Linked DNA regions of Drosophila melanogaster: regions 2, 3 and 4 are each linked to region 1. A link is a contact called in public Hi-C and targeted proximity ligation data. All regions are on one chromosome and are shown on one strand. The core of a region is the stretch at or near the end of the contact, and the rest is flanking DNA. Distances in the headings are between cores, read along the strand shown. Region 1 holds the start of Naprt (Nicotinate phosphoribosyltransferase). Region 2 holds the start of CG3652. Region 3 holds the start of lncRNA:CR45363 (long non-coding RNA:CR45363). Region 4 holds the start of Atet (ABC transporter expressed in trachea).

Region 1 (2,721 bases), core at 119-2,618:
CAAAATAATTAGTTTCTCTGGTCGCCTGGCTTATTTTTACTCGAATGAATGCCGTTGAACTTTGTGTGTTTGTTTATCTGTAAGAGTCATCGAAATTGTTTTGCAATTGTCGCTGGAGGAGGATTGTAAATTGTTTAGCCAAAATGACGTAAGAAAAGCAAGCTCATTGTAAATAGTTCTCTACAAATAATGCAATTGAATCAATTATGAACTATTCAACTTATTATGAAGGCAGTGCGTTACCCATTAATTGGACTTGGAAATTTAAACTTATACTTGATTAGACGTTTTTTTTAAGTTAAGTAAACAACATAAAAACAATTTTTTTTTTTTTTTTTTAAATTTTAAAACAAGGGCTTAATCTCAGTTGATTATTTATTTTTTCATTATTACTTTATAGAGCTTTTTTGTGTTCAAAACATAAGGGCAATCATTTCACCATACCCGTGTAACGAAACTAATACGCAAATTAGCGAAGGTTTAGAAATGCTAATGAAAAACGAGCTAATTAGCATACGAAAATCAAACCAGATTTTTGTCTATAGCTACGTTATCAATTCAAATGGCACGATTCGAGGCTTTTTGATAACGCGAACGGTAATACTTTTTCACTCGAGCAAGGATCTCTGGTTTTTCGCGCGTCCAACTTTTCCGCTCGACTTTTGAAGTTGAATTGAATTCGAAAATCAAAAGCAAACGGGTTAAATGAAAGAGAGCGCCAAGAGAGAGAGAGAGAGAGAGAGAAAACGAGAGAGCGAGAGCGAAATGCAGTTTTTTGTTTGCTGGGAGAATTTGTTGATTTTTGTTTTTGTGTTGCCATTGGCAGCCGGTTGTTGGCTTTATTTTGACTTTTATTTTGTTAGCTCTTTATTCGATTCAGTTGTTGTTTCTTTCAGATTATTGGCGCAAAAAAAACAATGTTAGATTACACACAACGTGTTGCTGCATGTTGAAGGTTGCGTGAAGGTCGCGCAACACAGGCGCCCCCCACGCACACCCACACACACACACACACAAATGAGGGTAAATCGAGAGGGACGGCCGTTACTGCCACTCCCCTCAAAAAGGGGCGTCATGGGCGTGGGCGTGAGGGTTCTGTATGCACTTTCACTTTTTTTTGAGCACACTTCAATTAAACTTTTTATATAGGCGGTTGGTTCTTCTACGCACCAATACTATTTCATTTCGAGGGTGAGCATTGGGTTTATCATAAAACTTTCTTTTATCAGCGGCTTATCAGCTTGTTTACCACATTTATTTACGTTTTTTGATCCGTTTCCGTCTGCTAAATACAATAAAAAGTCAAATATTTTAATTTCATTCACCGAACGCTCGCGCACGCTCTTCTTCTTCACTGGCGAACAGCTGATTCCGCTGTTATGGGTTGGCCGAAGCTGCTAAGTTGGCGCTTTTATCGCCATATTTAGCTTTTTAAGCTTATACTTTGAAAATAAGGATTTATGTGCGGTTGCTGTGTCGGAAACATTGATAAACTGCCCAACATAATATTCTTACTACGAATATTTCATATATATAGTAAATTTTATAAGTTCTTTTTCTTAACAATTTAAAACTTCAATTGTCGTTCTAGGTCTTTGTCTATATAATGTCTGGTAACACTGAAAATAGCACAGTAATTTGGCGCCAAAGAAAAATTTTAAAATAAAAGTTGTAATAAAAAATCAAAATGCAAGTTTATATATGATGGTTAATATGTATTTAATAACATTTCACTACGAATTACATACATATACAAGGTGTTTGAGTTTATATCTAGAGGAATGCGAAGTATCTCTGACATTAATTATCTATAAGTACGACTAAGGCAGTTAGGGAATGTTGGCGAGATTGTCAATAAATTAGAGCAATGTTAGAATGTACTTAAATGGCGACACAAATCAATACACACTGGTGCTGAAACTATCTTAATATAGCACTCGGAAAACATATACACAAGTACAGAAATCGAAATAATCAGCAATTGAAATTAACTGGGTGTGTTAATAATGTACGGAAGTACATATCAGTCGTTATTGTTTTTTTTTTTACTTTCGAACCCTTAACAGAAAGTGCACTTTAGGATGGTTGACCTTGATACAAGGCGTTCTCATAAGATTAGTTGCTTATTTTCCGACATATGCACGATTCTACACTTTGTTTAACTTACTACCTATCCTCGTTACGTTTTCGTTGTACATTGCAAAATAAAATGGCATTACTTAGGATCTACTATGAAATGATATAGCTTTACACAAAATTTACAAATACATTTACGTACTATCGAGAATTTCTCTCTTTGTTTTTGACCACACGAAATCTCGGAAAAGTCATTGAATAGTTTCAAGTTTTTTTGTTATGTGCTTGCAGTGAATTGGGGCTCAGACTTTAGGAACACTTTAACTTTCGTTGAAGAGCATACACAACATATATTACACGTACTCCTCTGGAGCCGCCGGTCCATTCGATGATGGCATTCGTAGCGTGGACACCACTTGGGTTTGCTGCTGCTGTTGCTGCGACGGTCCATTTGTGTCCGGCAGCTCGGCAATGTCCTTGAAGACGCCCATCAGATTTTCGTAGCTAGGTCCCCAATTGAGCAGATACTCCCAGCCGAGGGTGGTGGCCGATGGGGATGCGGCTCCATTGGCCTTGCGGTAGATACCGCTCAGGTGATTGGCTATATCATCGTCGCTGGCCACGAGCGTGCTGAGCGATCCGCGA
Region 2 (2,721 bases), core at 116-2,615, 200 kb after region 1:
ATCATCGACTGCCCTCCACAGACTCCGTGTACACCCTGCTGAAATGGGTGGAACGACACTTCATGGGACGCAAGGCGCGCGCCAATTCGCTGACCTACAGGCCCACCAAGGGCGACGGTGTCCAGATGCAGATGTCCCTGGAGGTGGCCGCTTCAGCGAACAATCTGGAGGTGTGAGCCCAGATATCCATGCATTATCTATGCATGCCTCGTAACTCAGATAACTTTTAAGATTTTAAGAATAAAGAAAACGGATTTGTAGCTTAAAGAAATGTACAATTGTTTTCGGTTTTTTTTTGGTTACGCTATGGAACGTGCACTGTTTTCTTTACGAACTAATCACTAAACGAGGCGTCATAGATTGGACTAATTGTGGGAAAGAACCAACCACGAGATGATGAAGAAGAACAGAAAGATGGGGTACACGGCAAGCGGTTTTCGATGGGGAGGCTGGCTCTGACCCAGGAAAACAAAGGAAGCTAAAGGAACGCCAATTAGTGTTTGTTCTATTAAATGCAATTGATATTCGTACCGTAAGTGGCCCAGGCAAAGCCTATGGTGGTGGTCACAAAACGCAGAAAGAAGAGCAGCCGCGTTTGGGTGGCAAGCAGGATTACCCGGCACACAATTAGGGAAATGGCCACCGGCGTAAGGCAGTAGCCCAGCACGCAGACGGATTGGAAGAATGAGCTGATGGGGATTGAGTACGTTAGGATCAAACAATTGGATACCAATAATACAAAGATGCTCACATATTGCCGCCCAGCAGCTTGGAGTTGAGTGTGACTACGGCTGCACCTATCCAGACGATTACGAAGACCTGGGCGAACTCGGGTCCGTTGTCAGACATGCTGTCGGCGGTGGAGGAGCCTTGTAGTATGGTGGCCATGAAGGTGCACAGCACCAGTGGACCCCAAAGGTCCCCTGAAAGACGGGTAAACACAATAAGAAAACTGCATACGAATGCATAACGAAACCATTTGATGACGTACAATCTCGTAGCAGACTGGACTTCTCCTTGGGGTACAGGACGTGGTAGAACTTAATGCCTACGGCCCGAATGTCCCTCAGCACTGTCTCGCGGATGGGCTCATCCAGAGTATTGTATTCCGGCACTCCGCTCGCGGACGTTGCAGTTGTGGTTCTTTTGCCCGGAATCGACATGTCGCCCTCCAATGAAGGCGACGTGTTCACGTCCTCGAACATCTAGTAGGGTGGAGCATATATTAGAGATTAAATTCCTGTTTAAAGCTCCTGACTCACATCTAGTTTGGAATCCATCGGTATTATCTGCTAAGTTTAATATATAAACGTTTACATCGACAAAAAATACGTAGTAGACAGTGTGACCGTGGACTGTGACCCAGTAATTATTCACCCATCGATAACGGTTATCGATAACAAGCATGACCGGTGAGTCTGTAGCTTTTTTTAAAATTTCTGAAAAAATAACAACAGTAAAGCTTAATTCTATTTTTTATCAATTTCAATACATATCCGTATTTTTATTAATGCATTCAGAGCAAAAATTCTATATTACAAGATTCCCAGAAAATTAAATTTCTTGAAATATTGAAAAGCACAAACGAAATAGGCAGGCATTTACTTTGACCGCCTAACAATTTATGTAGATAAGAGTGGAATCCGATTTCTAGTGGCTAACCTGTTAGAATGGCCACCCCTGTTCTAGAGTGACCGTACTCGGCGCCGACGGCTGTTGCGAACACTTGATCGCCGAACCCAAACCTAAACAGACGCAAATTTTGTAAACTATGCTGTAGGTGGAGGCGAATTCTTGAACTGCAGCTGCAGGAGCACGTCAAGGAAAATGGCAGCGAAGCGGGCGGAAAGTCCGGAGAAGCGGGCTAGTCCGGAGCCCACTCTGCGTGGACTAACCACAAAGGTGGCGCTGCGGCGTCTACATGAGGAGATTGAAAAACGGGTGCAACTGGAGCACGAGCGGCAATACGGAGCGGAGAGGTGAGTCAATCCATAGACGATGGAATGTACTGATAATAGCCAATCCCTTTCCTAGCCCCTATCGAAAATTGCGGGCGGCCTTTGTGAAGCGGTACGATAGCCCACTGGGATGGCTTTCCATTGGAAGCAGTTTGCTGGCTAGTGGAGCACTGCTCGCTACAGGAATGCTATGGCCCGCCTTGTGCCTGCTGGCCATCTTATCGCTGGACCTCTTTGTGGTGGTCCGGGAGAACAACCTGCGGCGCACAGAGATCTTCCGGAAGGCACGACACGCGATTTCGGAAATTAAACTAGCGGAACAGCACTTCAGTGACGATTGGCAGCAATCCAACTATCCGCACCTAAGTAATCCCATGTCGCCCTGCGTTTCCCTGCAGTGGACCTACCGAGATGGAAAAATTGTCAACTTGCCGTGGGCTTTGTTGGTGCGCGGGGATTACATCGTTCTACGGCCGGGACACATTTCACCCGGACCTTGTCACGAACTGGAGACAAATAAATTTTTTGCTGCTAACGAAATATATGGAGCTGCTCCTCACGGAGATCCTCCAGTGAAACCTGTGGCACGACCTCCGCTGCCCAATCTCGTTTGTTGTTTGGAAAGCACACCTTACCTGGATAACCTTACTGTTTGCCTCAAAAACTCTCTGAAGCGACCGCCGACCATCTACAATCAGCAGCGCTATCTGGTAAGAAGATCTTAAAAAGAAATTGGAACCCGTTGCTATCTTTGTTTACGTCG
Region 3 (2,721 bases), core at 85-2,584, 170 kb after region 1:
TGTATCAAATGGATATAATAGAATCCAAATTCCGCTGGGTACATAGCACATTTGTCCGGAAATCTGCACACAGCAATGGACATATTGTCAAACATCGGGCATGAAGGATCCTTTTGCTACGAGCCTGATCCTCTTTTGTGCGACACCTTTGGAAAACTGTCAATAAGCGAGGGCATTGTTCGACCTCAGCCAAATGCAGCTGCCTTTAGCCATCGAACTGCGAATCATTTCCTTGGCCTGAGAACAAAGCCGGGCAACAGGACCCGTCAGCAAGGACATGTGGCTGCCAGAGGACAGCTTATTGGCCAGGCAGAAAAAACACAAATCGATCCAGAGCATCTGCATCTGTCATGGCCGACATGTGCCCACAAGATGCGAATGATTTTTGGCGGTAAAATGGAATTAACACAGAATTTTTGGTATGGAAACATAGGAAAAGGGGATAGGTATTACTAATTACAAAGCTATTTGGCAGACCAAAAATTCCACTTAACTCGTTATTGCTAAGGGTATTTTTCCTTTCACTGGGATGTCAGTGATTGCTTTAAAGAATTAATTTAATTGAAATAAATACGATTTTTAAATCTTCTGAAGATCTGGCTACCCTGAGGAACGTTTTCAGCTGAAACCGAAGCTAAAGCTGAATGAACTCATTTCCCATTGCTCATGCTGGCTCAGCTTCTAAGCGGCTTTATGGCTTTCTGGCCATTATCAGAGCGAAGAGAGTGCCAACTCTTGGCTCTTTCTCTCGTCTTGGCCAGAAAAAGAAGCAGCAACATCAACGGCATCAACTTTTCTTGCTGCCGCTTGGTTTTATGCCTCTTTTTTCGGCAACATGCTCAGTCAACCTTGGCAAGGCCGTTGTTGCCGGTTTTTATGCTGCCTGTGTGCGTGTGAGTGAGTATCTGTGAGTGGGCCCCTCTGGCTGTGTGTTTTCGCGTGGGTTTCCTTTGGTATGCGGCCAACGGAAGTCGGGAATGGGTCATAATCGACATCCCTATTGCTCTGGCCCCTCTGTCTTCCCCTTATTCCACATATAACATACCGGACTTCTGGCCAACAGATGTTGAGGCCCTTTGGATAATTGCACTTGGCAATGGCTTGTTGGCGTCATTAGAGCTGCGTTTGGGTAAATATAGCAATTACAGTATCCGCAGTATGTCCTTTTGCCAAATTGAGCGGAAAGCCCATAGAAAATGGAAAATGACAAAGGAAATTAAGTGACGAAATTAATAGAAAAGGATAAGGTGTACACGACAGGCACCATCAAGGAAATGTGATGGAAAATAATACTACTTTTAACGAGTTGCTCGTTGTTTTCAAATGGCAATTTTTCAAATATAAAATTTCTGAATATCTAGACTATTGAAAAGCAGAAGTAAATATGTATGTATATTATACAAAATTAGTACCCCGGTTTGCGATCTTTGTAATGATCCTTTTGTGAATAAACCGAATGCAGTTTCAAAGAGAGTTTCAGCATTTTAACCAATCAACCACTTTTTGGCACTTTTCAACCACCGCACAGTGGTGAGAAGTTAAAATATCCCTTGTTTTATACATCTCACAAACATTAAGGTTATTTTAAAACCCTAAACTGTTACACAGTAACCTTAAAAACTATTATTATCAAACATAAAATGAGCTCGAAATTAATACTATTGATAAATTATATTACTTATACGCCATGTGGGACTCCTTAAACTAAATTCAATGATATATATAAGCTTACAAGAATATTATCTTAAGTATAAAATGGTGTAGAAGAATATGCATATCTCCTAGTTCTGTTTTAAGCAGGCAAAATCAACTATTGCCCACTGTGCACTCTTGCTCACAGACACCGACACAAAAGCAGTCTCCGTCTCGCTCTAAAGTGCAATGCCAGAGCAGATCGACGCATGCCGTCTCCCTTGCACAACCCCTACGCCACATCCGTGAGAGCGGCCGTGCACGAGTGTGTGTGAGAGAGCGGGAGTTTCAGAGCGGCTTGGACGTTTCTGCCGTTTCTGCGTCACATCAATTGCTTTCGAGAAGTCGACGCAAGCGGTTCGTATTCGTGAAGTTCGCATCTGTATCTGAAACTGAGCCTGAACGGAAAACACAAGACAAACGATGCGCGTGCGCCGTGTGAATTTCGCCAAGTTTTGAAATAGCCAAGATCTTTTCTGAGTGATGTGCCAATAAACTAAGTGCAATTGCCCAAGCAAAGCAATCAAAGACCCCCAAAAAACTTGCCAATTGAAACACTTTTGGATTAGTTTCACGACAAGAAAATAAACAAAAAACAAAAACATTAACAATATGGTTCGAAGTTTGGCCCAGTGGACGAAGACGCTGAGCTTCCCCTCGCGTCTCTCGCCCAATCGCAACTCCAAGGACTGCTCCACTCTGGCCAGTCCCGTACCGCCACCAACTCCCCCCCGGAACAAGACGACCTCCGGCAGTGGAAACTGCGCCACATCGCGCTCCTCCTCGTCGACGGTGTCCTCATCGCACTCGTCCTCACACAGTTCACCCACTCCTGGGAACAACAACAACAACATGCCCATCACGGAACTGGAACAGATTGTAAGTTCACCAAGATAAAGTCGGGGCTCCCTAGAAATATCGAGGGCAATGCACCAGAGATGTGATCTTTTCGTCTTGCAGATTACATTACGTGCTAATGCTGCAAATTTCATATCTTTGGTGTATGGCGTACTATACGCAAAATTAGTC
Region 4 (2,721 bases), core at 63-2,562, 140 kb after region 1:
GCTAAAAACAATTGGCGGCTGATATGAAAATAAACTATTATTAAGGTCGATGCGATTAAAGGTCCCCCGACTGCGCATTTTCCCCGAGACTAAGTGCTGGAAATATATTGTAGAATCACGTTTTGGCTTTGTTTGAGATATGATATGCAATCCAAATGGGGGAGGGACAAAATGTGGAAAGTGGGGGGAGGGAGGATTACTCATGCTGATATCAGCTCCCCTCTCCAATTGCCCCCACCACGCGATTCTTCCAAGAAATCGCAATTGTTTTTGTTTGGATTCAGTGCTTTGTTCTGCGATCGTGAGGTTCAAAGTTCGCTATCACTCAGACTAACAATGTTAGCGAAAACACTGAAACTCTTCAGGGATATCCAGCTACTAAAGAGTGAGAAATCAAGCGGCTCACGATGAAAAGTTCATCTGCTTATCAAGGCTTTTCCGATCTACACTTTCGACTGAAAATGGTCTTGAAACGTGCCATGTGTTAATTCTAGATTAAAATCCCATTAAAAAAAAAGATGGAATTGCCTAATTTAATTACGAAACAACGGCTTTTTTCGCCGTGTACTCCGCTCTCTTTCTCCTCGGGGAGTTTCGCTCCATCAAATCCAAGTGCAGCTGAACTCGAATCGCACTGGATTTCCCACTGGGCCGTCCCCCTTTGTGTGTGTTTACAGTCAGCTGTTTTCGGAGCAGCGGAACGCCAACGCACACTTGTGCGCCATGCGCACTACCGCTCACACACACACGCGGATTAATTTAAGTGTATGCCAGCATTTGAATTGAACGTTGGACAAAGCGAGAGAGCTGTGACTTCCCCATTGACGAAACAGCCGTAGTATCCGCAGTCGAGTGATGGGAAGGGTACACGTGCGTTGTACCTAGTAATACTAAGTAGATACTATATACATCAGATAACTGGGAGCATCAGCTACATCAGTATCTAACATTTGTAACTTCAAGAAGAGATAGATTTGAAAAGAAGTACAATAACTACACAATAATTGTTGTGCCAATTTTGTATCTCAGTATATATATTTACATATGTACCGAACTTTATATCTCCACATGCCAAGTATCTGAAAGATGCGTTAACTATTATTTATAATTTGTATCCGAGAGTCAGGTACAAGCAGCCAGGCAGCACTATTGCTATCCGGATGGCTGCGCTGGCTCACACAGATACAGATACATTTACAGATACAGATACGGGTACCAAAGTGCCAGAATGCCAGAACGGATACTCGTGAGCGAAAGCGCTCTCAGCTGGCAGCTGGTGGCTGGTAGCTTAGCAGCCGCCGCAGTTTCAATTTCAGTTCGCATTCAGTTCTTCGTCGTTCGCGCTGCCTGAATGTTGTTGCCTTCTGCGGTCGAGCGGGATTTTCGTTTTCGGCCAGGAATCGAGTCCAATCGCAACGGATCGCATCGCGGTGAATAAAAACACGTTTCGCCTAGGCAAAAGATACACTTTTGCGTATTCCTGGAGTGCCTCGCTTACCATCTGGTAATGGTATTTCGATTCTGTTCCTCTCACTCCCGTCGAATCGTCGAATTGTGGCGCATTTAAATAGCTGGCGTTGTTTGTTTGTTTGTTTGCTGGCTGCCGCGACCATAACACAGAATACAACAAAGAAGCCAAAGGCACGAGCACGAGTATCTCGCTGTCTCAGTATCTTCTGAAAGTATCTAATGTGCGCGGGAGCGGTACAGTGAATACGGTCTCTTCTGGCAGCGGCCGAAAAAAAAAAATATATAATGCTAATAAACCAAAAACACGTTTTATGCCATTTGTGTTTTGCTCTTCTCGGAAATAGGCCCCATCTTAATAGAAATCCAAAGGTGAGCACGAGTGAAGTAATTGCGTCTTTTTCGGGCTTCCTGCAGTCTGCAGTCGCAGTCGCAGATTTATTTAGCTACCAGCTACCCACCACCACCACCATAATAAACTTCGCAGCCGGAGTTATATGTAATATGCCTCCCCCTTTGGGTAGACCCATATGTATCTTTAATGTTTTCCTGCCGTTTGTATCTCGATAGAGCGCCTGCGCTCTCTTTTCAGGAGCAATTATTTGCAAAATGCTCCGGCGGTGGCTGTTGTTTTCAAATGTTTATGCCCCGCCGCGCGATTTGTTAATAGCAGATGACACATCTGAGCAGGTTGTAGTCTTCAGCCGCTCACGCCACCCGAAAAAAAAAATAACAATACGAAAGACCAATGAAAACCAGATCGGGCCAGCCAGATTTTCGTGGGTCAGTGGCTCGCGAGGGGGTGTACAGACTGACCTACTTCGATTACGGTTAGGGTAGGACCTCATCTCGGGTCATCCACCCACGAAATCTGTGAGAGAAGTGCTCAGTTCCGAGAAGCCCAAATTTAAAACTCCCCATCGTCCGGCGACCTGATTACCAGATTACCAAATCCGCAGCTGTGCGTGGCTAGTTTCGAGTGCCGGTGTTCCAAGTTCCCAGATAACGAGTCGGTGGGCGACAAACAGCTGGCCAGTCGCGTCAACTTGAATCGCACGGATGGGCCATATAACTATAGTTCGCAGTGTGTGCGATTACGCGCCTTACATCTTCGGCGATTAGCGAAAAGGAAGCCCGCGCCCAGTAGCAGGAAGCCTATCGGTCTGCCCATCTAATCGCTAGTCGAACTGCAAACAAATCTGTAATAAAAACCCGTGTACACTGAGCGAAACTCTCATTCCACAAACGAACTAA

Evidence for each region. Hi-C and Micro-C count contacts between places; a contact is called where the count stands out from the background.
Region 2: a contact with region 1 is called in a targeted proximity ligation map of the Kc167 cell line, with 3 times the contacts expected there. A contact is called at or near these places in 15 of 107 Hi-C or Micro-C datasets (the D17-c3 cell line, the Kc167 cell line, the ML-DmBG3-c2 cell line and 5 more) and 1 of 7 datasets of targeted methods (the Kc167 cell line).
Region 3: a Hi-C map of the Kc167 cell line shows a contact between it and region 1, with 2.4 times the contacts expected there. A contact is called at or near these places in 5 of 107 Hi-C or Micro-C datasets (the Clone 8 cell line, the Kc167 cell line, the ML-DmBG3-c2 cell line and 2 more) and 1 of 7 datasets of targeted methods (the Kc167 cell line).
Region 4: a contact with region 1 is called in a Hi-C map of the Kc167 cell line, with 5 times the contacts expected there. A contact is called at or near these places in 9 of 107 Hi-C or Micro-C datasets (the Clone 8 cell line, the D17-c3 cell line, the Kc167 cell line and 3 more) and 2 of 7 datasets of targeted methods (the Kc167 cell line and the S2 cell line).

What each region holds. Positions count from the first base shown.
Region 1 is chr2L:4,196,703-4,199,423 of dm6, forward strand. It overlaps Naprt (Nicotinate phosphoribosyltransferase), which reads right to left and starts at 1,369. Exons shown (of 11, transcript NM_001273086.1): 1 at 1,263-1,369; 2 at 1-77. ft (fat) reads right to left here. Exons shown (of 9, transcript NM_058149.4): 9 at 1,702-2,721. The coding sequence ends at 2,430.
Region 2 is chr2L:4,392,511-4,395,231 of dm6, forward strand. It overlaps CG3652, which reads right to left and starts at 1,366. Exons shown (of 5, transcript NM_134984.4): 1 at 1,263-1,366; 2 at 992-1,205; 3 at 752-923; 4 at 532-689; 5 at 260-478. The coding sequence starts at 1,280. The coding sequence ends at 366. Tps1 (Trehalose-6-phosphate synthase 1) reads left to right here. Exons shown (of 5, transcript NM_134983.3): 5 at 1-268. The coding sequence ends at 176. It overlaps l(2)k05819 (lethal (2) k05819), which reads left to right and starts at 1,686. Exons shown (of 9, transcript NM_001273094.1): 1 at 1,686-1,979; 2 at 2,035-2,668. The coding sequence starts at 1,828.
Region 3 is chr2L:4,369,969-4,372,689 of dm6, forward strand. It overlaps lncRNA:CR45363 (long non-coding RNA:CR45363), which reads right to left and starts at 1,335. Exons shown (of 2, transcript NR_144660.1): 1 at 1,046-1,335. All of the region lies in intron 2 of Traf4 (TNF-receptor-associated factor 4), which reads left to right.
Region 4 is chr2L:4,332,601-4,335,321 of dm6, forward strand. Atet (ABC transporter expressed in trachea) reads left to right here and starts at 1,313. Exons shown (of 7, transcript NM_001103609.3): 1 at 1,313-1,839.